Regions from separate parts of the Sus scrofa genome. Here region 1 is linked to region 2. The links are chromatin contacts, called in public HiChIP or PLAC-seq maps. All regions are on one chromosome and are shown on one strand. Each heading gives the region's core, a stretch centred on a gene start, on an enhancer-like site or on the middle of the called end of the contact. The rest is flanking DNA. Distances are from core to core; before and after follow the strand shown.

Evidence for each region. HiChIP or PLAC-seq counts read pairs in DNA pulled down with a chosen protein or histone mark.
Region 1: a contact with region 2 is called in an H3K27ac HiChIP or PLAC-seq map of skeletal muscle. The contact joins two enhancer-like sites. A contact is called at or near these places in 1 of 47 Hi-C or Micro-C datasets (embryonic fibroblasts) and 1 of 2 datasets of contacts at active chromatin or transcription factors (skeletal muscle).

What each region holds. Positions count from the first base shown.
Region 1 is chrX:35,804,888-35,809,311 of Sscrofa11.1, forward strand. The region is part of intron 1 of BCOR (BCL-6 corepressor); the gene reads right to left. Among named protein-coding and RNA genes, the nearest start is that of BCOR, 84 kb to the right of the region's middle. Within about 2 kb of position 1,319, at least 15 of the 83 cell types and tissues checked have an H3K27ac peak or open chromatin away from gene starts, as enhancers often do. A contact at or near this core is called in skeletal muscle, where this site is marked.
Region 2 is chrX:35,648,963-35,653,145 of Sscrofa11.1, forward strand. No RefSeq gene overlaps it. Among named protein-coding and RNA genes, the nearest start is that of BCOR, 240 kb to the right of the region's middle. Within about 2 kb of position 2,084, at least 5 of the 83 cell types and tissues checked have an H3K27ac peak or open chromatin away from gene starts, as enhancers often do. A contact at or near this core is called in skeletal muscle, where this site is marked.

The sequences.
Region 1 (4,424 bases), core at 69-2,568, 160 kb after region 2:
AACTGTAACAAAGGGAAAGAGGAACCCACGGAGGCAGACCCCAGGAGTATCCTCAGGAATCCCCTTGGAGGGGAACTTAACCTGCACGTCGGTCCCCAGACACGAGCCTAAGCAGGTCTGGGGGCGGGGGTCCTCAGAGGGTCTCCGGGGCAGCAGGGAAAGGAGGAGCAACCGAGAGGAACCTGACCAGTCATTCAAAGCAATTACGAATCCTCGGGGCCTACTATGTGCCAAGTATTCTTCTTTGATCCTAAAGGTGGGTAATTATTCCCAGTCTTACAAATGAAGAAACTTACTGAGGCTCAGAGGCCATAAATAACTTGCCCCCAAGGTCACACAGCTAGTAAAAAAAAAAAAAAAAAAAAAGGGCCATGGTCAAACTCAGTCCTGGAGTTTCGGAGAGGAGCCAATTATTGGTCAGATTGTGCCATTCGGAATCCCCGAGAAGTTCGGGAGGCTTCCTTAGCTCTTGTAGTCACGTGCAGGGTAAAAGGAGAGCGGTTAACGCCTTTGGAGCTCGTCCACAAGGAGCCTGGAACCCAGTCAGTTTCTCCTGGACCCAGGAACTCTTGGTCCACACAAAGTCTTTCAAGATTTCCGACACCCTACACATCTCCCTGCACCGAAACACCCTGGTGTGAGGCCAGGGATCCCAATGAGGCTCTACTTTCCCTTCCTCCAGGAGCCCAGATTGGGCCAGGGTAGGTGGGTGCTGCTCTTAGGTCTCTGCAAAAAGTGCTGATTCCTGAAACCAGAACTAGGCTTGCCACCCCAGTTTTGCCACATACAGCAATAAATAAAATTACCTAGAGAGTGCAAAAGCCCTTTGGAAAGAGCACCTACGCCTTATCTTTCCTAAGACTCCGAACGAAAAACCCAGAGACCAAAGTGGGCTGGGGGAGGAAATAGAGATGGAAGCGGCTTGCAAGACGCCGGACCCTCCTGGACCCTCAGGGGTCCGGCGGAAAAGCCAAGTCTCAAGACAAGTTGGGGGCTGGGAGAGCTCTCCTTTCCCTCCTCCCCTTCTCTCAGGCAGCGCTCAAAACCTTCTCCCAGCCCCATCCCCAATTTCCTGGTCTGCCCCAGGCTTTCAGATGCTCCGGGAACTACCCACACCCCGAAGTCACAGGCTCCACACCCAGGGCCATCTCCAATTCGGCTGGCTGGGAAGGGGAACGGGCAGGAGCCCGGGACACTCAGCCGCCCAAGCGGGCTTCCCAGCCTCAGGCGGGTGGCTCCTCCAAAGGCCGAGGCTCCGGATGTGTGAAATGGCTCCGGGAGCGCCTGGGGCGGGCAAGGGCCTGGGCTGCAGAAGGGATCCGGGCGATGGCGGCGCCGGGTCCTCACCCGGCCAGCCAGCCGAACACGCCCCGGCGGCCCGGCCGCCCCTGGCTCCCAGCCAGTGGCTTTCTCTCTTTTTTAAACTTTCCGGCCTTGGCGATCACCGCCGATCCGGGCAAGGTTTCCAGCCCCCGCCTTCCCTCCCCACCGCAAGCTCCGTGCAGGCCCTTCCAACCTCTGGGGAGGCGCCCTCCGTCCTCCTCCTCCCACCCCGGCCGCCTGCCACCGGGCACTGAGAGTCCGTGGCCCCGACACCCCCCCCCCCCGCGCGCGCGCGCGCACACACACACACACACACACACACACACACAGAGACACAGGCCACCTGGAGCGAGCCGCTTCCCGAACTGATCGCCGTCCGGCCGAGTCTGGGGCTGCTGCTCCTCCGGGGAGGAACTCCCGCAGCCCCCAACTGTCCAGGCCTGCCCGTCGGGCGCACGCAGAAACACCCCCCCTACTCACGCTCTCTCCGAAGACTTGCCGTGGGGGGCGGGGGGGAGAGGGGTTAAGGTCTATTTTATTTTTTTTCTTAAAACTTAACCCTTCAGTTGCAAGAGGTTTTGGTGTCCTTGACACTATTGCGAGCGATCGGGTAGAACAATAGAAATGGGGGGGTGCCGGAAATGGTGCAGGAAGACCCCTATAACCCTATAAACCTCTCCTCCCTCTTGCAGTTACTATTAGCATTAAAAGACCCCGGTGCCTTCAATGCAATAGTGCCACTTTATAACTTTGTCCCGCTGGGTCCCCATACCCTAAACAGCCCCCCCATTTTGAAATCACCAAGGCAAAGATCGCTCCCAAACGTGTGACCTCCCAAAGCTCTCACCTGCTCAGCCTCTGGCACCCCGACCTGACTCACCCCCATCCCCCCCCAGTAGTTCCTCTGGTTTGCACCTAGACAATAAATTTAGTTTAATTTAGCTTCCGGTCTTTAATTTTAGCAGGTCTCCTTTTTGCATGCAAATCAATATGGCAATTACCATCTAAAAGCTCGCCCAGCCCCGGGTCAATGTAAATTGATCATTGTCCGCCTTCCACAAAATAACACCGGGAGTCTGTGGTGCATAATGAGATTATACTGGAAACTGTCTTTTAGATCACAAATTATATTTTATGCTGTCAGGATCTTCTCCTAGCGGACTTCCCTGCTAGTCTAATCACGGGCGCCGAGCCCCTGGGTGCTGACGGGCTGGGGTTGGCCTGTCCCTGGGTGCCGAGGGGGATGGTTGGTCTGGAGGACATGGCTCTATGAAATAATCCAAAGAGCAGACCCCCACCCCCTTCCCATCTGCGAGACCCTGGATTGAGGGCAGGTGTGGATGAGCCTGCACTGGGAAAGGGGCCTTCTACAGAGACGTTGCGGAAAAGCATCGCTCACTGAGTCCCATCCAACAAACACGGCTATCCCTTCCGGAAAAACGCATTGGGGGCAACCAGCGAAAGCCGTCGGGCTGTGCTGGAGGTTGGTGGATGTCCCCAGCCCAAGTGCTGGGGGCGAAGGCGGCTTGGCCATCGAAGGGGTGGCCTGAGGAGGCCATCCACGCCTGCCCCGGCTGCCTCTCCACCCGGCCGCTGCCACCTAGGCCCCGGCAGCGCAGCCAGCCTTGCAAACAGACGGAATCCCGCCGGCCGTACACTCTGGTGAAGCAGCCGGGGTCAGCCGAGGCTTCCCCTCCCCAGACTGGCTGGGCCCGTGAACGGTGTGAGCAGGCGAGGAGGCCTCCGAGCCAGGAGCAGGAGAAGGTCCTTTCTCGCCGACAGCACAGCTCTCCCGCCCCTCGGCGGCCCCCGGGGCACGGGTGTGACCCCGGAGCCTAACAAAGGGCCTACAGAGCTCCTTTCGGCCTCGGGCTGGCGGGGGAGGGGTGGGGCCGGCGGGGAGCGGAGAAGGCTCGGGCCCCGGTGGACCCGCCGCACAGGGCCTGGTCGGCCGGGTCCAGTGCCCTCGAGGAAACCACCGAGGTGATGTTGTCAGGGCCTCCCGGGCGCTCCCAAGGACCATCCTGGGGTTCAAGCGGCTCGGCAGCCGACCAGCCTCCTGCCCAGCCCCGCGGCCCGGCCCTGCCCCGCCCGACCCTGCGAGGGCTCCACCCGAGTGCGGTCTTCCCAATAAAAGCTGGAATTCCCGGCTGGGCTCAGACAAAGAGGGACCGCGGCAAATCAACGCCGCGGGCAAACCAAACCCTAGTCCCGTTTACGTGCGCGTCTGGGGTCACAGAGGCGCCTGCTAATCCACCTAACTGCAGGCCGTCCCCGCATGGTCTCCTCCAAGCAAAAAAGAACAGAAAGCGAGCACACCTCCCCCTGATTCCGCCCAGAGGCCGAACTTCGCACTTCTTTCCGTCTTTATCAGTTTACTAGGCCCTGTGCCACCTTAGCAAACAGGACGGAGAGGGCGCAGCAGCGTCCTTTCCTCCCGATCCAGGGTGGAAAGCTCCTCTTTTTCCTCCACCATCCATCCTCCCAAGGTCAAGAACTCCAAATCTCTAAGCAATCCTCCTACCTACTGAAGATATACCCTCTTCGCCCCTCGAGGCAGGAAGAAACTAACCAGAAGTGATCTTAGGAACTGAGGGCCAACCACCCTCAGCTAGGTGTCTTTGTCCTCAGTTTCCCTCTAGCCAAAGACAGACGCGTCCCCTGTGAGTGAGTGTGCGAACGTGGTGGCGTGGCCCACGCTTGCGTGCCCCCGTCTTCTCACTAGGCAGGAGAGTCTCCGTCAGGCATTGAGGAGTTTTTGTCATTCAGCCTGTGTATCTAAGCATGGACGCATACATATGAATGCTTTTTGTGTTTCCAAGTGACCCTCTTCACACCTTTAAATGGGCTTTTGTCTCTGGAGCGAACTTACAGAAATTCTGCCCCAGTTTCTAGCTCACCAAAAGTCTGGGATTTTCTCCTACAATCTCGCTCTAGGTCTCAGTATTTGCATTATCCATGTTTACATTCCTCTCGGCCAGTTCTTTATCTCTTCTGTATCTCTTGTTCCATGTGGGCATCAGAGCCCGTGTCTTGATTTGTCTCAGCACATGTCATTCAGGCGCACATCTTAATCTGTGCATTCCTGTCTAACACACACA
Region 2 (4,183 bases), core at 834-3,333:
AGCAGATCTGCACGTGAAACACAGATCAAACACGGCCCACAGAAACAATGGTCGGAAGCATAACCAGACTGAATCGATTCCTTGATCCTGCTGTACCAAAAAATTAAAGAGGCGCACTCCTGGGGTTTTTAACCCAGATACGACTTCAGCCACAGCTGTGTTTCCCGTGTTCTGAGATCCTTTGCTCTGGCTCCCTTTCTCTGTGTAAGAAACGTGGAATGGAGTAAGCAGTGTCGACTTCTGGCTTTAAAAAAAAAAAAAATTAAATCGCTCTATGCCCTCACCCTCCACGCACACGCACACTCACACGCACACGCAGGCTTGTTTGACCTTTTCCCCAGAACTAAACACTCTCACGGACACACTCTGCCATTTCCCCCATCGGGACAACGAGAAGGCGGCAGAAAAGTCCCTGGCAGGCATCAGGATAAAAAGGAAAACATCCTTCAAGCAAAGAAGGTTCTCTTCCTCAGCCTGAGGCCCGTCCTCTCTCTCCAACCCCAAGCGATGACGTGGCCCCTTCACTCTAAAATATCTGTTTAAAAATGTAGGTGGTCCTAGTCCGCCGGCAGGGCTTTGTGTCGGCCTTGACCCGGGGCTGAGCCCCGCCCTGGAGACCCCAGCTTGCCCGGCTTTGGCTGAGGGCTGGATGCTGGAGCTCGCCGCCCGCCCCCAGCCTTCTGATGGGCCACCAGGGCCACCCTGTCGGGCTGGTCAGCTGCAGCCCGCGTCCTCTCCTGACCTCTGCTCTAATCCTGAGGACGCCCTTTATTTAGACACCGCAGCCCAGCCTGATCCTCAAGGACCAGATTCGTTCGCTGGAGACCAGCCGGCCTCAAAAGGGGCCTCCGGCGGGCAGGCAGGGCTCGGGCGGGCTCTGGCAGAGATGGAACAGAGCTCACAGGTTCGAGTCTCCGAGGCCTGAGTTCAAATTCCAGCTCTCTCACCGGCTGTGACCTTGGGCTACTGTGTAACCTCCCTGCTCCCCGGTGTCTGCATGAATGAAATGCAAGAGGAGAAGGCCATGTAAGGACGGAGCAAAGAGAGAGAGATCTGAAGATGCTGCCCTTGAAGTCTGGAGTGAGGCATCCACAGGTCAAGGAAGGCCCGCAGCCAGCAGAGGCTGGCAGAGGCAAGGAATTAATTCTCCCCTGAACACTCCAGAGGGCACGCTGCCCTGCTGACACCTCGATTTCTGCCCAGTGAAACTGACTCCAGACTTCTGGCCCCCAGCTTTGTGAGAGAATAAACTTCTGTTGTTCTAAGCCACTGAGCTTGTGGTCTTTTGTTATAGCAGCAATGCTAGACCAGTACTGGCTTCCATGCGATGAGCTGTGACCTGGCTGTCTGATCTGAACGGGCCTCACAAAGAGCTTGTCAAGTGCTGGGCCAGGCAACCATCATCCCTTTACCGATTAGGAATTGGAGGAGTTCCCGTTGTGGTTCAGCGGTAATGAACCTGACGAGTATCCATGAGGACATAGTTTTCGATCTCTGGCCTCGGTTAGTGAGTCAGGGACCAAGTGTGGCTGTGCGCTGTGGTGTAGGTCGCAGATGTGGCTCGGATCTGGCGTGGCTGTGGCTGTGGTGTAGGCTGGCAGCTGCAGCTCCGATTCAACCCCTAGCCTGGGAACCTCCATATGCCACGGGTTCAGCCCTAAAAAGACAATAAGTACATAAATAAATAAATACATAAATAAATAAATAAATAAGGAATTGGAGGCGCCCAGAAATTAAATGGTCGCATGCTATTTGGTGGCAAGGCCAGGACTAGTCAGGTCCCTCTCCACCACCTGCTGTGCCCTGTGCCCTCCCCCTCCCCGCTAGACAATTCTAAGCAGATGGAAAGGAGGGCTCGGCCTCCAGTGGGAGCTGGGCAAGGGCCTGGGGGGGCGCAGAAACCCCTCTCCCAGCCGCTTCCTGGCCCTGGTGTTTGTGTTTGAACGAATGCTGCGGTGGAGGGAGCACGGGTTGGGGGGGGGGATTCCCCCCCTCTTGCATCTCTCCTCCCAGAGGAAAGAGAACCCAGGAGGTGAATTCTCCCTTGGTGACTCACCTCCCAGCCCTGTCAGGTCTCCCGGGCCTCAGATTCCTCGGTGGTGACATGGAAATACTAAAAGGGCCACCCCCCTTCAAGGAGCCGTGGGACTAGAGAAGGCACTCCTATACAGCAATGTCCCTGTGTGGGGGTGACAGGGCCCCACTCTCCTCTCCAGGACACCTCGGGAACAAGAGGACCACAGGGAGCCTTGCCAGGGGACCAGGGAATGCCTGCCTGGCCCCCCTCCCGCGTGGGCTCCGGCCACCACTCCTGGTGCCGCCCGAGAGCCTTCCTCTTTCCGCTCCTCACTTTCTGACTCTCAGGCGCTCTGCTGCAACGGACGCCCCAGAGTTCCCCCTCAGGGTCCAGCTGAGGCCAGACGGCCCCTGAATCGACATCCTTGCCCAATCTCGGCCTCTGCCTGGCCTGCTGCCCTCACTCCTCCACCAGTTTCTCCTGGGAGGGCACGCTCTCCATAAATCACCAGCATGTCCCATGCAAAGATGCTCAACATGGCTAATTATCGGGAAAATGCAAATCAAAACTACAAGGAGGTATCACCTCACGCGGGTCAGAACGGCCACCATTAAGAAGCCTGCAGAGAGCAAATGCCGGAGAGGGTGCGGAGAAAAGGGGACCCTCCTACACTGTTGGATGGGAATGTAAGTTGGTGCAATCACTGTGGAAAACAGTTCAGAGGTGTACAGCAAAGTGATTCAGTTATACAGATTCTTTTTCATTTTCTTCTTTTCTTTTTTTTGCTTTTTAGGGCCGCACCTGTGGCATATGGAGGTTCCCAGGCTAGGGGTCGAATCGGAACTGTAGCCACCGGCCTACACCACAGCCACAGCCACAGCCACGCGGGATCCGAGCCGTGTCTGCGACCTACACCCCAGCTCACGGCAACCCCGGATCCTTAACCCACTGAGCAGGGCCAGGGATCAAACCCGCAACCTCATGGATGCTAGTGGGGCTCGTTACCCATGAGTCACACCAGGAGCTCCCTTTTTCATGTTCTTTTGAACAGCGTGATGATGGACTGAGGAAATGCCGCGAGAGGCCCTGGGACCAAGCCAGGGGGGCACCAGACTCCTTTATTCCTCCAAGGGTCCTTCTCCACCCCTGCCCACAGCGCAGCCCAGCACCCCTCCCCTCCCCCAGCGGGGCAGCTGCGGGGAGCGGTGTTCTGGACACTGCCGTGTCCTGAGAGGCTCAGCTTGTGGCCTTTCTGCAAGTCTGCAGCCAGGAGAGCAGACAGCAAGCAGACAGCCGGGGGAGGCGGGGGGGGGGGCTAGCTTCCTCGTTTGAATACAAAGCCCTTCCTTCCACAGGCCTCTCTGCAGTGCTCTGGCCACTCTTGCCGAGAGCTGTGTGCAGAGCTGCTGCGGGGAACAGGGGAGGACAAGGCGCCCAGAACCGGAGACACTCGTTGGGGTTCTGGGAAGGGTGGAGGCCCGAAGGGCCCAGGGCAGGCCCAGGCTGCCTGCGGCAGGGAAGCGGGGGCAGCCTGGTTCCCAGGGAGGGGCCCAGGGAGTCAGGGAAGCAGCACCATGCATCTTGGCACCCCACCCACTGTCCTTTCTGCCTGACTCCCTCTTGCCTGGCTTTCTAAGACCCCAGGGCCGAAGGAGCCCATTTAATTCCTTCCCCTGGTGATCTGCAAACACAGAGAATTCCTCCCAAATGGGAGGGGGGGCAGACAAGAGAGGTGGGATGGAATGGGGGTTCCTACCACGCAGCTGTAAATTCCTCTCGCCCCTGCCCTCCAGGAGTTCCAGTCTAATGGGGGGAGACAGATATAGTCACGGCCACCCGCGGTGCAATCAGATACGGAGGATAAATGGCATCTATACTTAGCAACACAGGAGACGCTCTGCTCTAAGCCTCCCAAGACGTGTGTTAACACATTTCCTCCTCATCAGCGCCCTGAGGCAGGTTAGTGCCTGTCCCATTTTGCAGATGAGGTAGCTGAGGCCCAGAGACGCGGAGCCACTTGCCCGAGGTCACACAGGTCGAGTGGCATTTGTCCCAAGTGGCCTGGCTCCCAGAGTCTGTGCCCTCAACCCCCAGCCCAGACAAAGGAACAAGGATATCTCTTCCGTCTTTGTGACAGCACTGGTGCGAGGTGGAGGAGAGCACAGG